Regions from separate parts of the Rattus norvegicus genome. Here region 1 is linked to region 2. Evidence: chromatin contacts called from public Hi-C data. All regions are on one chromosome and are shown on one strand. The core of a region is the stretch at or near the end of the contact, and the rest is flanking DNA. Distances in the headings are between cores, read along the strand shown. Region 1 holds the start of Map1a (microtubule-associated protein 1A). Region 2 overlaps Tp53bp1 (tumor protein p53 binding protein 1).

Region 1 (5,992 bases), core at 568-3,067, 72 kb before region 2:
CCCATCCTCCTCCACTCCCAGCACAGCAGCAGTCACAGTAGGGTTAACCTTAGAGGCAGCTGCAGGACACTGGGGAGGGGAGGCCCAGCCCTCTTTGGTGACTCTAACTCCCTTTTCTCCCTGAGGCTGGGACCAGGGTGACTGGGGCCAGGGCCTTTGTTCTGAGGAAGGGCCTTGATGCCAAGGACCAGGCCACAGAGGGCTGCAAATACAGCTATGGGGATGGTGAGGGTGTGAGACCCAGATCCTATGCAGGGCTCGTTGGGCCCTCTTCTATGAACTTGGGAACGCAGGGATACTTTGACGGAGGCAGGAGCAGGGCTTAAGCAGCTAGGGCTATCAACGTCCTCTGCCAGTCTTAAGTAGTTCAGACTCAGGAGAGCCAGGACTCCCCCATCCCAAACAAGGTCACACTTTCAATCTAGGTAGAACAGACACACTACCACCTCTACTCCAGCAGCTTCACAGTCCCCAGTTCACCCTCACAAGACCTTTGATTCCACTTCCTGTCCAAACACAAGACCCCCAGACCCACTCCTGGAGAGCTAGTCCATTATATCTGGAATCCCTCCTCAGCCTGGGAGAAAGTCCAGTTTCTCTTTTCTGCTCCGAGCTCCTCTGATGATGGGAACTGCCTCTTTCCCCCTTTATCTTTGCAGAAGACTATCCTAAGAGATTGGGGTGCTTCCCATAGCCAGTGCCGTGGTTGGGGGTGGGCTTCGGGTGTGAGGCTGAGTGGGCAGGAGTGCAGGTGTCTCTGCAGTGAGGGGGGGTGTGCTCAGGCAGCTGCAGTTTGCCGCAGTGTGTGAGTGTGTGTGAGTGTGCGCGCTGAGCTCAGCCTCCAGCTCCGCCCCCACCCCCCACCCCAGCATGACAAGTCATTTTCTTGGCTGCCTCTGCATGGGGGTTGGGGGTAGGGACGGGGGTGCATACAGAGAGGGAGAAGAAACTGGATTCTCTGTTGAAGAGCCCCCATCTTGGGAAGAAAAGCACAGATGAGGTGAGGGTGGGGCTGGGACCGGGAACCCACGGGGTTGACAGGACAGAGAATGCAGGGCAGCTGCTGAAGAGCCCGAGCTCCGGAGCTCCCGAGCTCCCGAGTGGCCTCAGAGAGGCCACAAAGGGGGCTTAAAGCCCCAGGCTCAAGCTGGCCACAGGGAATGGGGTGCGGGGAGCCGAAAACAAAACAGCCTATGAGGAGGCACATGCCACGTCTTAGTGACCCATTCCTCCTTTCTCCTCCAGGGTGTCACCCCCTTCCCTTACTTGGCAAAAACTCGCTGCCACACTCACCTCAGAATAGGGAGCAGCTGAACAATCTAGTAGCCGATAACCCAAAGGTAATTCCCAGTGGGTGAATTACCCCTTCCTCTCAGATTCTTCTGTTTTTCCTTAAAGACATAGCTCCCAAATTCCTCCTGTGCCCTGGCTGCCAGGCAAAGCCAGTGGCACCACCCTCTCTTGCTTCCCCTCAGCTGATGGTCCCCACCCCCACCTAGTACAGAAGTGGACTGTCACAGCCCTGGTTGGTTCCACTGGCTGTGGATCCAGGCTGAACCCTGAGTCAGTAATGTTCACCTCCTCTCTCCCTTCATCCCAGGCTGCCTCCCTACTGGGCTAGCCCAGGTCCAGATGCACCAGATTTACCAGGTACCAGATGACCCCATCCCAGCTCCTTATCTGTCACAGCATCTCCCAGTCCTTCTGCGGTGCCGTTCCCTTCGATCAGGCTCTTACCCCGGGGTGTGGGAGGGAGCCCCTCATGGAGGCATTGGCTCTGGCCTTAGCCTTAGCCCGGCAGCTTCAGGGAAGAGTCTGCGGCACTTGGGGTGGGAGTGAGGGGGGCTGCTTGACGGGGAGGGCGGTGCCAGGGCGGGGAAGAGGGGCTGGTCCGTGACGAGGCACTGGAGACTTAACTGTTTCTTGGCCTTTACAGTATCAACGTTCTGGTGCCTCTGCTTGGCTACCGGGAAGGGGAGGGCGCTAAGGGGTTGTCTAGCAGTTCAAAGAGCCAGGGTGACCTCCTGCAGCTCCCAGGACTTTCTCCCCAAATCCTGTGTAGTAAAGAAATCCTCTCTCTGCATCAACCAAAGGACCAAAGCCCCACACACTGGGGCACCGAGCCGGCTATAGGAGGCGAGAGTCGCATGGGCCCACCCCCTTCCTCTTAGAAACCATCTGCTGCCTCTCCCCTCAGATGGACCCAAAGAGTGACCTTCAGTCACCGCAAGAGCAAGAGACAAAGAGGCTGGGGGGCCATGAGTGTAAGCTTAGGAGCAGTGTGAGGCTGGTGAGCTATGCGGAAAGCTGCACCCTGTACCAAACGGCAGCAATGGGGAACTGGGGAGGACATTTTAGATCGGAGGGTAGTGCGAAATTGGGGAGCAGTCCCCCACTAGGGTGGGGCACAGGGACCCTGGGAGTTTCAAGCCGTTCTGTGCTAACGGAGCTTGGCTGTAAGAGCACCCACACACGTTGCTTCTGAGTACCGGCTGTCATGAGGCAGCCTCGGAAGGGTAAAGGAGGTTTCTGCCTTTCGTTGAGCAAGTTAAGGAGGAACCCAGGCTCAAGCAAAGCTTTCTCACTCTAGACCAGTCTACTATAAAGTACTCGTTGGGTTAGAAATGATCTTATAATGATTCTGTAGGGTGTTTGGGTCCAATTGCTCCTCTCCTCTCCCTGTAGCTGTGCCCTGTCTTACTTGATCTTGAACAGTCTTACATTGACCTTGGGCCCTCAGTCTCAGCCTCTGTCTCCACCTCGGCTAAGCGCTCCAGGACTCAAAGGAAAGCTCTGGAGTGCTGGAGCCCTGTGAGGTTCATACTCTTACATCCTGTCCTCTCCTCAGTAACCCTCCCTGGGTGTGGTCAGCTCCTTCTGCCCACTCATCCGACAGCCCCAGCCCCACCCCTGCTCCAGGCTGCCAAGGGCTGCTTTTGAAGGTCAGAGAAGCCAAAATAGTCTCTGCTCTCAGCACCCCCCACCCTGCTTTAGCCACAGCCAAGAGGAGAGAAGTAACTGAGTCACCAGTACTCTGGAGGACAGAGGGAGCAGAGGGAGAAGAACCTTGCTGGGATCCAGGATGCAAACATGCCACACATGCCAGATCCCCATTTGAATAGGAGAGGCCATCCATCCGGCATAGGCGCACACAATATCAACCAGCTCAGTCCTGAGCGTCGCCGAGTAGAACCCTACCTTCTGCAATGTCATCACTCTTACCCTACCCTGCCTCCAGCCCCCTCTCTGCTTTTTTAGGGATCTCTCTCAGTGTTGGGGGTGAGGGGTGCAACCTTAGTAGACATTGGTATTAAGAACAAAATATCATCTTCTAACCGAAAGCAGAGCTCCCCCCCCCCTCGGTCACACACTCCCACAGCACACCTTGGACTCGATTCCAGGTTGGTTTTCCTTCCCTCCCCATCTTTAAGCGACCGAGCCCTTAACCCTTAATCCTTTCATGCAGTGAAATGGTGCCAAAGAAGAGAGGGAGGTCTGAGCAGCCCCTGACTTCACACCCGATGCCACTCTCTGAACCATGTCACTAAATGATCAGTTAAACAATCCCAGAGCTTGCTTTCCGGACTAGCGAGTGCATATATCACAGCCACCCTGTGAGGACTGACCTCATTTGAAGAAAAAGTTCCTCTTTCTACCTAGAATCCTAACCCTGCAATACATAAACATGATATTTCTCTCGTTGTGGAAGGTTTCAGAATTACCCTAAGTCAGAATCCCAGTCCACATTGGTACTGGGGTATGCTAAGTTCTCAGGCAAAACCAAAATGAGGCTCTCATCTCTCTCTGCCTTCCCGTTTCAGATAACCATGTAAACCTCTAATTCAGGATCCTCTGAGCACATGAAAGTATCAAAGAGTCAGACAGAAGGACTCAAAGGAATTCCTTAGCCTTCTCCTCTCCAACCCTCTCACCTCTTTCCAGCTCTCCAGGGTCTTGGGTAGCTCAGACTGGTCATGGACTTGCTATGTAGCCAAGGATGATCCTATGCCTCTACTTCCCAAGTGCTGGGATTACGGGCCTGCATCACAACACTAGGCTAGCCCATACTTCTCAATCTTAGAACATCAGTCGTCCCTTCCCTATAGGAGCTCAACAGCAGATGTCTCGGTTTTATTGAAACTCAGTAGTGATGTGTCAGTGTGAGTGTGCCCACCATTCCCTACCCCCCACTGTGAATCCAGGGCCTTCTGCATGTTAGGTGGGCTGCACCCCAGATCTTAAGTACTGTTTCTAATTAATCTAAGTTTTTCTAAGGTTATGTTAAAAATGCTTAGAAGCTTCAGTGGTCTAGAGGGAGGAATGGGAGCCGTGAAGGGAGGCCCCAGATCTCTGCGAAGATGAAAGCTGCCCTTTAAACATCTTACTTTTTACCAGACTTGACCACTAGAAGGAGCTGGGCCACTGACTATCTGAGGGCCCCCTCTTTTCTGTATGTGTGGGGGTGGGACTATAAATGTAGAGGGGGTAGGCCTAGGAATACTCACACTCTTCCTATCATTGTAAGACATATTTTGTCCCTTCATTATTCTGGCCACAGTGGTCTACCTTATTAAGTAGGCCAACAAGGTCAAACCACGTGAGACCTTTAGTGCGTCTCTCTCCCTCAGCTCACCCCAGCTCTTGGTTACCTCAAAGTGGGCTAAAGGAGGGGGCAGGGCCTGCAGCTGCTTTGGGCAGACTGTGTTCAGGGACAGCTGAAAGAGAAGCTAGCAGGGATGGGGGGTATGGCTGCCTTAAGCTCTGTGCACCCCCCCCCCCAGGAAATTATCCACTTTTCTCCAGGGACAGAGGCCACCATGACAATGTCTAAACCTAAAACAAAATCTGTATGCTAAAAGTAAGCCCTACCCTTGAGTGGATGGCCCCAAGCCCCTCCAGGACACCATAGCAAAACTCCGACTGAGGATATCAGTGAGTGTTCTTATTCCAATGCCTGCTTCTGAGACTATGACTCCCTGCAGACCTTTTCCCAAGCATCCCCTCGTCTGAATCTGAAGAACAGCTAAGGACCCTGCCTCAAGTCCCATTCATTTCTTACAGTACTCAAAGTCTCTATGGCCGAAAAGGACAAGGTTAGAGAACCCGGTGTGAATTCTAACAGGAGATAACACCCAAATGTCAGTAATTAGTTGAACCCTCTGCCAGCCCTTCATTCAGCCTGGCTTTTAGGAGTGGCAAAACTGTCTTTTGGTCACAGGGAACAGTGGAGGACGTCATGGCATGGGTCATTCACAACAGAAGGTAATCTCCAAGGAGCCAGGGGCTAGTTTTCCAGGATGCCAGTCCCTCCAGGAAGATAACAGCTTCGAGGTTTTTAAGCTGCCGCACATATTCTGAGTGTGAGAGAGCGTTAGTCCCATCAACCTCATTTTCTCCAGCTTCTCCACAGCAGCTCGTGAAAATTCACTGATGAGGAAATGGCCAGACTGGCGGGGCAGAAAGAGGCGACTCTCTGCTGTACTGGACTATTGAGAGTCAGTGACACATGAAGTCTGTTATTTGATACCAATGCCTATTTGAGCTACATGGAATTTACGTTCTATAAAATACATGGAAGTGGGTGAGGTGGTGCATGCCTACGTAGAGGCAGGAGGGTAACGAGTTTGATGCCATCTTAGAATACATGTGGGTTACATAGTAAGGTCCTGTTTGTTTGGTTTTTTTTAAGAGCGTTACATTGATTGGTGTGTCAACATTTACAATATGACCAGATGCCCAACACCTTTATCAAGGGATGTCGGACTTTCTGAACTCTCTGTGTAGACGCCTGCCTTAGAATGCTAATTAAATTCTTATCTCACATTTCTTAGACTAGTTCTCCTACCCATCACACCTGATCTCAGAATCAAGCCTGACAAATCCAGGAGACCTTTGTCCCAGCCTGGATCCAAGGGTACTGATCTGATCAGCCTTTGGTGGCAGCCTTCTGCTCTGATCTGAAGATCTGCTGGCTAAGAAACAGAAATGAGTC
Region 2 (6,635 bases), core at 614-3,113:
GGAATAAGAGATAAAGGATAAGGGGAAAGAGAAGGGGAAGGAGTGTTTGTCCCCATGGGGATAGAGAGGAAAGAGACTGACCCATAGCCAAATGGCAGTCTATAAAGGTAAAAGGGGAAACCCCATGTTAGGATAAGGTGTTTAATTTTAACTGGGTATATTAGGTGAGCCAAAGGGGGCTTTTGGTTTCTAGACTTCAATACTTTTATAGCTGGACCTTGGTGGTCAGCCTCAAGAGGAGGAGCAGCTAAATAAGGGAATAGAGCTTGGTGGGTAGCTTTAGGAATGGAATCTAATGGTTTTTTGCATGGAAGTGGGGATGGGGAGAAAGGGGAGAAAGGCAAGGCCTGTCAGAGCCATGTTTGCCATGCTTGGGCTGGCTAGAGTTCCCTCAAGATGCTGGTGGTGGTATTTGAGAGTCTGGGACAGGAGGACCTCAATTTCAAGGCCATTCTGAGCTGAGAAAATGGAGGTAGGAGGGGGGAGAGGTGAGAGAACAGGTGGGAACATGTTAGCACTGACTGGACTTGACCTTTACATGGAAATTGTAACTGAGAGAGAGAGATGGAGCTAAATTAAGGACAGGCAGTCACGTTGACATATAGTACTCCCCCTCCTTTTTTTTTTTTTTTTTTTTCTTTTTTTTTTTCTACTAGGAAAGCGCTATCAATCTCTGGGATTCATACATTCATTGACTTCATTTCACCCTAACAGTAGTTAACCCCTACTACAGTTTGCCATAGTATTTTACTCATAGGCTGACTAAGCTCAGGTCCAGCCATCTTTCTTTTTCTGAACTGGGAAGGCTCCAGCTACTGAACTCTGCTGCTTCCTTGATGGACAGTTGAGCTTGCACTGAGTCCAGTCATGAGTGTTTTGTGAATGTCTGAAAACACGAGCTGTGCTTTTTCTGAAATTGGAAGAAATTGCAAATGAATACAATTTAATCTCTTGACACTTAGTGACACCGTTATGAAAATACTCTATTTCTCTTAGCTTTGCACTTATATTATTGTTGCTGGCTTTTCTGTGGGAAGTGTTCTTTCAAATATCCGTCCTTAAAACATTTTTAAGGACTGTAGAGATGGCTCAGCGGTTAAGAGCACTGACTGCACTTCCAGAGGTCCTGAGTTCAAATCCCAGCAACCACATGGTAGCTCACAACCATTTGTAACTGTAGCTCTCATACAGTAATTCTAGGACAATATACAATAATTCTATTCCTAGAATTCTATACAATAATTCTAGGACAGCCTGAGCTAATAATATAAATGAAACTCTATCTCAAAATAAATAATAAAATATATAGGAAAATATGTTGTTAATGTATAAATTAAGTGGTTCATTTTAGAAACTGTGGGAATTGAACCCAGGACCTCTGGAAAAAACAGTCAGTGCTCTTAACTGCTGAGTCATCTCTCCAGGCCCCAACCCCACCGGTTTTAGGTTTTCTCATGTGAATTTTAAATTTCTTGTATGAGAAGGTGACCCATGATTCAGATGGTTCAGTTTTCACTTAAAGGTGTTAGAGATTGCAGTTCTGGTGAAGTACATACAGTTTCTGTAGGAAATCTGAAAGGAAATAGAATGGTAGAGATGAGAAAAACTTGTGCTGCTAAAGCGTGTCTTTTCTGTTGACGTTTAGCTTTCCTTGTTTGTATTTTGTTGCTGGTGTGGCAAGCAGGCAGAGCCATTCGATTCAGGGTTGACTGAAGTCTGCTTCCCCTTCCTGAGCAGGCAGAGGCGTGAGACTTGGCGTGACTGACAGCTGTTTCTCTTTCCTTTCTCTCACTGCTTTTGTTTTGTCCAGAGCCTACAACTGCTGAGAGAAGAAATGGATCTACTGCCATTGCTGAGCCTGTTGCCAGGTAACCAGGGCGCCTTGTTATTTAGAGGAGTTTATTACAGAGGTGCTGCTGAAGGAAAGGAGCACATGAAATCACTCAAAGCCCAGCATAAAGAATTAAGCAGTGTGGAATTTAGGCTCCCTTGGTAACTTTGTGTCTAACAGGCTTTTGTTATTCGTACTGTTAGGATACCTAGTGGTTTCCCACCATTCATGTATGTGCCCTTTTCTTTTCCTGTCGATGACAGAGGTGAGGAAACAAAGGACCACAGGAGATGGCTCTAGACACACTGTCCTGTGTTTTGTACTCGGCTGCAGCTCAGGACATTTCTTGCCAACTGAGTTATGCTGAGCTGTTTTTGCTTTGTCATGAACGCTGCAAAGTATTCAGTGAAGTGCCGGGATATGTAGGTTTTGGTGGTGAAACTTTGCCATCTGGTGGCTATGAGAATAGGATTGTTTGTTTCTGGTGCGAGTCATCCAAGTTGAAACCCAAGCCAGCAGTTGGTGACACCAGGTGAAGGCTCTAAGGCCAGCACAGGCAGGTACTGTAAGCAAAGCTGATTGGATGGGAGAGTTTGGAGGGCTGAGGATGACAGCCACACCTGTGCTCCATTAAGAGTTCTTTGCCTCTGCCAGAGGCTGTCAGTTTTTAGGGAGCTGTTAGCTGGGCCCAAGCCTAGCTGTTGTGCTTGCCTGATTGAGGACTGTCGTTCAGTCCCTACGACAATAAATAAGTGACACTTAAAAAAGGGATTCAAGCTCATTATTACCAAATCTTAGTTTAAGCTTTTAAAAAAACATAAAGTGCCTACTGACTATAAATGAGCCTCTGTGGGTTTCTGAACTTTTGGGGAGAATATAGGGAGGGAAGATGAGGAAAAAGCAAGGATAGTGGGTTAAGCAAAAAGATGAAAGTCATTGGTATTGCCATGAAGCGATTTTTTTTAATTTAAACATCTATGCTTAAGAAATCTATTAATTTTTGACCATTGGGTTCATGTTAAGAAGTTATTGAAAGAGTATGGAGACTTGGCTCAGTGGTTAAGAGCACTGGATATTGTTCAGAGGATCTGGGTTCAATTCCTAGCACCCACATGGCAGCTCACAGCTCCAGTCCCAGAGTTACCTTCTTCTGGCCTCTCTGAGTTGCAGGCACTTATGCAGTACAGAGACCTAAAGGCAAAATACCTGAAAACGTGAAAAGAAAAATAAAAACAAACTTAAAAAAATTAACATTTCAAGTAAGATCTGTATTGTAAAGGACGGTTGCATCCTCTGCGTTTAGGTGAAGCATTTGAGTGTTGGTGAAAGGCACCTGGACTCTGTGCAGAGTGCTTGATGCCACCTTATTTTTTCAGTCATTTTTCTGTAGGAAGACTAAAGTGTAGGCAACAATAGAGAGTAATGTAATGTGGACAACCATATTGTAAGTGGCCAGTCTTCTTTGATTGTAAAATCTTGGGGTACCCCCCTTCTACCAGTGGGTTAATTTGAAGATGATTCTATTATCATTTTATGTAACTATTTCAATGCTAGCTGCAAAAGATAAAGACTCTTACTTTAAGTTAAGCAGTTGTTGCCATACTTTTGACAATAGTGATTTCTTAATGCTATCAGGTATTTGGTGTTATCAAGATCCCAAATCTACAAATTGAATCTAATTAATATATTTAGTTTTGTTTGCCTTTTAAATCAAAATTCCCCCTTTTTGTTCTTCTTCTAAGTAATCTTCTAAAGGGACTAGATTGTTCATCCTATTTATTTCTGGATTTTTCTCTTTATATCCTTTTAGTATTTAATAGTCTCTCCAGTGACCTCACTGGAGGTTTCTGTGTGTTTAGTGTGTTTTGCCTGCATCGTTGTGCATGTACCACACGTGTGCCTAGTGCCCATGGAGGCCAGAAAGGGTGTCAGATCCCCTGGAACTGGAGTCGCAGGTGGTTCTGAGCTGTCACGTGGGTGCTGGGAGTGGAACCCACGTCCTCTGGAAGAGCAGACAGTGCTCTTGACTGCAGGGACATCTCTTCAGTTCCGATACTGAGAGATTTTTATTGTGCTAATTTGAAACATATCAAAGAGTTGACTTTTGGGGGTAATGTAGATTTGAGTTTGGACTGCCAAGGAACTCTGTGTAAGGAGAGTGATCTCCTTCGTTTGAAACTAACAAGATGCTTTGCTTTAATGTGTTATGTTAGTCCCCAGAAGCCCATGTCTGTGTTTGGCTGCATCTATGAAGCCCAGCAAGAGGAGGAGGCTCAGAGTGGGGATCCTCCTTCCACACCTGTCAGGTAAACATTTTCTTTCTTTTTGGGGGATGAGGTTTCATTATATATGGCTGGCCTTGAACTTACAGAGCTCCACCTGCCTTGCCTCCTGAGTGCTGTGATTAAAGGCTTGTGTCATACTGTCTGGTGTATTTCTGCAGCATTGATTTATTGTCTGGTTGATTCCGTTTCATGGTAGTGATTGGCACTGTTGTGTGAAGTTGGCTGTTTATGTTTGTTTACTTGCTATATTGTCAGGTGTTGTTTTGTCCAGGCTTGCCCTAGGCTTCTGGGCTTAAGCGTTGTTCTTGCTTCAGCTTCCTGAGTAGGTGGGACCACAGGTGCATGACTTTATTTGCTTGTTTGTTTGTTTGTTTGTTTATTTAGTTTTATTGAGACAATATTTTTCTGTGTAGCCCTGGCTGTCCTGGAACTTGCTTTGTAGACCAGGTTGGCCTTGAACTCAGAGATCTGAAAGGCACCATATCCAGCTATTTATTTTTAAAGATAAATGTTTTTTTGTAATTTTACATTACAAAAATTTATTTTAATTACAATTGAATTTTGTAATGTAAAATGAATTTTGTAATTCATTTGTAATGTGTTTGTGTGTGTGTGTGTGTGTGTGTGTGTGTGTGTGTGTGTGTGTGTGAGAGAGAGAGAGAGAGAGAGAGCAAGAGCTCTCCTCCACTAGAGCAGTATGTACTCTTAAGCCCCCCTCCCTCTCCCCTCCTCCCATGTCATTTTTCTATCCCTCCTTCCCTGTTCTTTTGAGACAGTGTCTTTCACTGAATCTGGAGCTCACAGATTGGCTGTATTTGCTGACTAATGAGCTCAGGGATCCTTGTGTCTACCATTTCTCTACCCCAAGCACAGAAATTAATAGCACAGGCTTGTCAACCAAACCTAAAGTGTCTATGACTGCAATTTTAGCATTGATCGTTTGTCAAGTGCTCCTGGGAGAATGAGAAGTACCAAATTTCTGATATTTCTTAGTAATCTGCCAACATTGCCAAAATTGTAATGAGTCACCGTCAACCCCTTCCCCCCTCAGACTTTCTTGAGTCATGGTCTCACTGTGTGGCCCTGGCAAGCCTGGAAGTCACTATATAGACCAGGCGGGCCTCAAACTCACTCTTCTGGGATTGAAGGTGTGCTCCACCATGCCCTCCCCATCACTTTTGGTCTTTAAAGAATAACAGTTCTGTTTAGCTCTTTAGAGACGGTTAGGATTGGAGAGGGGTCATAAATCTTAAGATATCCATCTTTTAGGAAAAAAAAACTCAAACAAAACATAACTTTGCTTTAGAGGTAAAATTATATTCACAGGCTCTACCCTAGATAAATAGTTTCTGGGGTGTCTTAATTTCTTGGACCACAGTAACTGGTGTAGGCTGGGTAGCTTACGAGCCACAGAAATTTATTTTGTAATGATTGTGGGGTCTGGGCAGTCGTAGATTAGAGCTGGTAGTTCCTGGAGTGGTGTGTAAGTGCACTCCCAGCTTCAGGACAGTTGTACCTTCATGTGATGGCTTCCCAACGCTCTCACCTCTCAGGGCAGCTCCATGGGCTGTGGGCTTATGTGTTTTGCAGGGTCAGATTCATTCTGTAGTCTGAGGTAAATGTGCAGGCTTGTTTAAGGATGGGAAACAGTTGCAGTCTTGACATTAAGGATTGATTCCTGTCAGCCTGCATGGCGGCTTGTTTGCCTGTATGTGAGTTGTCTTAAAGCTTAACCTGGATCTGGACTTGGGTTGTTTCATTGTTGCTTTGTTTTGTGCAGCTGGGAGGGCTTATGTGTCTGCTGAGCTCAGCACCTTCACACTTTATGGTTACTCATAGATCATGAAGTTTTAACTGCTACCCATGTGTTTCCCTGTAGTGGGTTTGGTCCCCGTTCTCAGTGGCCCGTGTATCCTCATTCAGCTTGTGTTGCTGACAAATAGGACAGGCTCCAACAACTAAGATGCTCCTGTCCGGTGGAAGGCTGTTCTAGTTCATTGGCTGTTATTCTGAGTCTCAGAGACTGAAAAACTCATGACCCAAGCAGGGAGACCCCAACAGGCTTTTCATGCCACCGAGGCAGACTTAGCTGCTGTGAACAAGAGCTCCAAGCTTCGCTTCTTTCTGACCAAAACACATGGTGATGCTGTGCCATGGTTTTTAAGCTCCTCCTATCTGCTCTGCAGGGCTAGGACATTGTAGACTTGGAATGGATTTTTGTTTGTTTGCTTGTTTGTTTTAGAAAGCCTTAGTCTGTAGTTCAGGCAGACCCAGAACTCAGCTGTGACACCCAAGGCAGGCCTTAAAGGTTCTGCAATCCTCCTGCCTCATGATTCCTACGGCCCGGTATTACAGGTGTGAGCCATGACACCTGGTCATTTATTTCACCTTTTTTTTCTATTTACATGTGACATAGCCTTGAAATGCATTCATTAATGTTTGTTTAATATGACAGTAGCTTGCTGATTTTGTAGTTTATTGATTTATGGAATATTTATTCTTTTGTTCAAAGTGCAGAT

What was found. A called contact is a pair of places that touch in the nucleus more often than the background predicts.
Region 1: a Hi-C map of Schwann cells shows a contact between it and region 2, with 2.4 times the contacts expected there. The contact joins the promoter of Map1a here to the enhancer-like site in region 2. A contact is called at or near these places in 4 of 12 Hi-C or Micro-C datasets (the A7r5 cell line, the Rat2 cell line, Schwann cells and 1 more).

The regions. Positions count from the first base shown.
Region 1 is chr3:128,718,520-128,724,511 of GRCr8, reverse strand. It overlaps Map1a (microtubule-associated protein 1A), which reads right to left and starts at 1,817. Exons shown (of 6, transcript NM_030995.2): 1 at 1,738-1,817. It also overlaps a transcript of Tp53bp1 not described here.
Region 2 is chr3:128,646,334-128,652,968 of GRCr8, reverse strand. It overlaps Tp53bp1 (tumor protein p53 binding protein 1), which reads left to right. Exons shown (of 27, transcript NM_001371259.1): 14 at 1,811-1,868; 15 at 4,045-4,137. Among named protein-coding and RNA genes, the nearest start is that of Tp53bp1, 47 kb to the left of the region's middle. Within about 2 kb of position 1,863, at least 19 of the 93 cell types and tissues checked have an H3K27ac peak or open chromatin away from gene starts, as enhancers often do. A contact at or near this core is called in the A7r5 cell line, where this site is marked.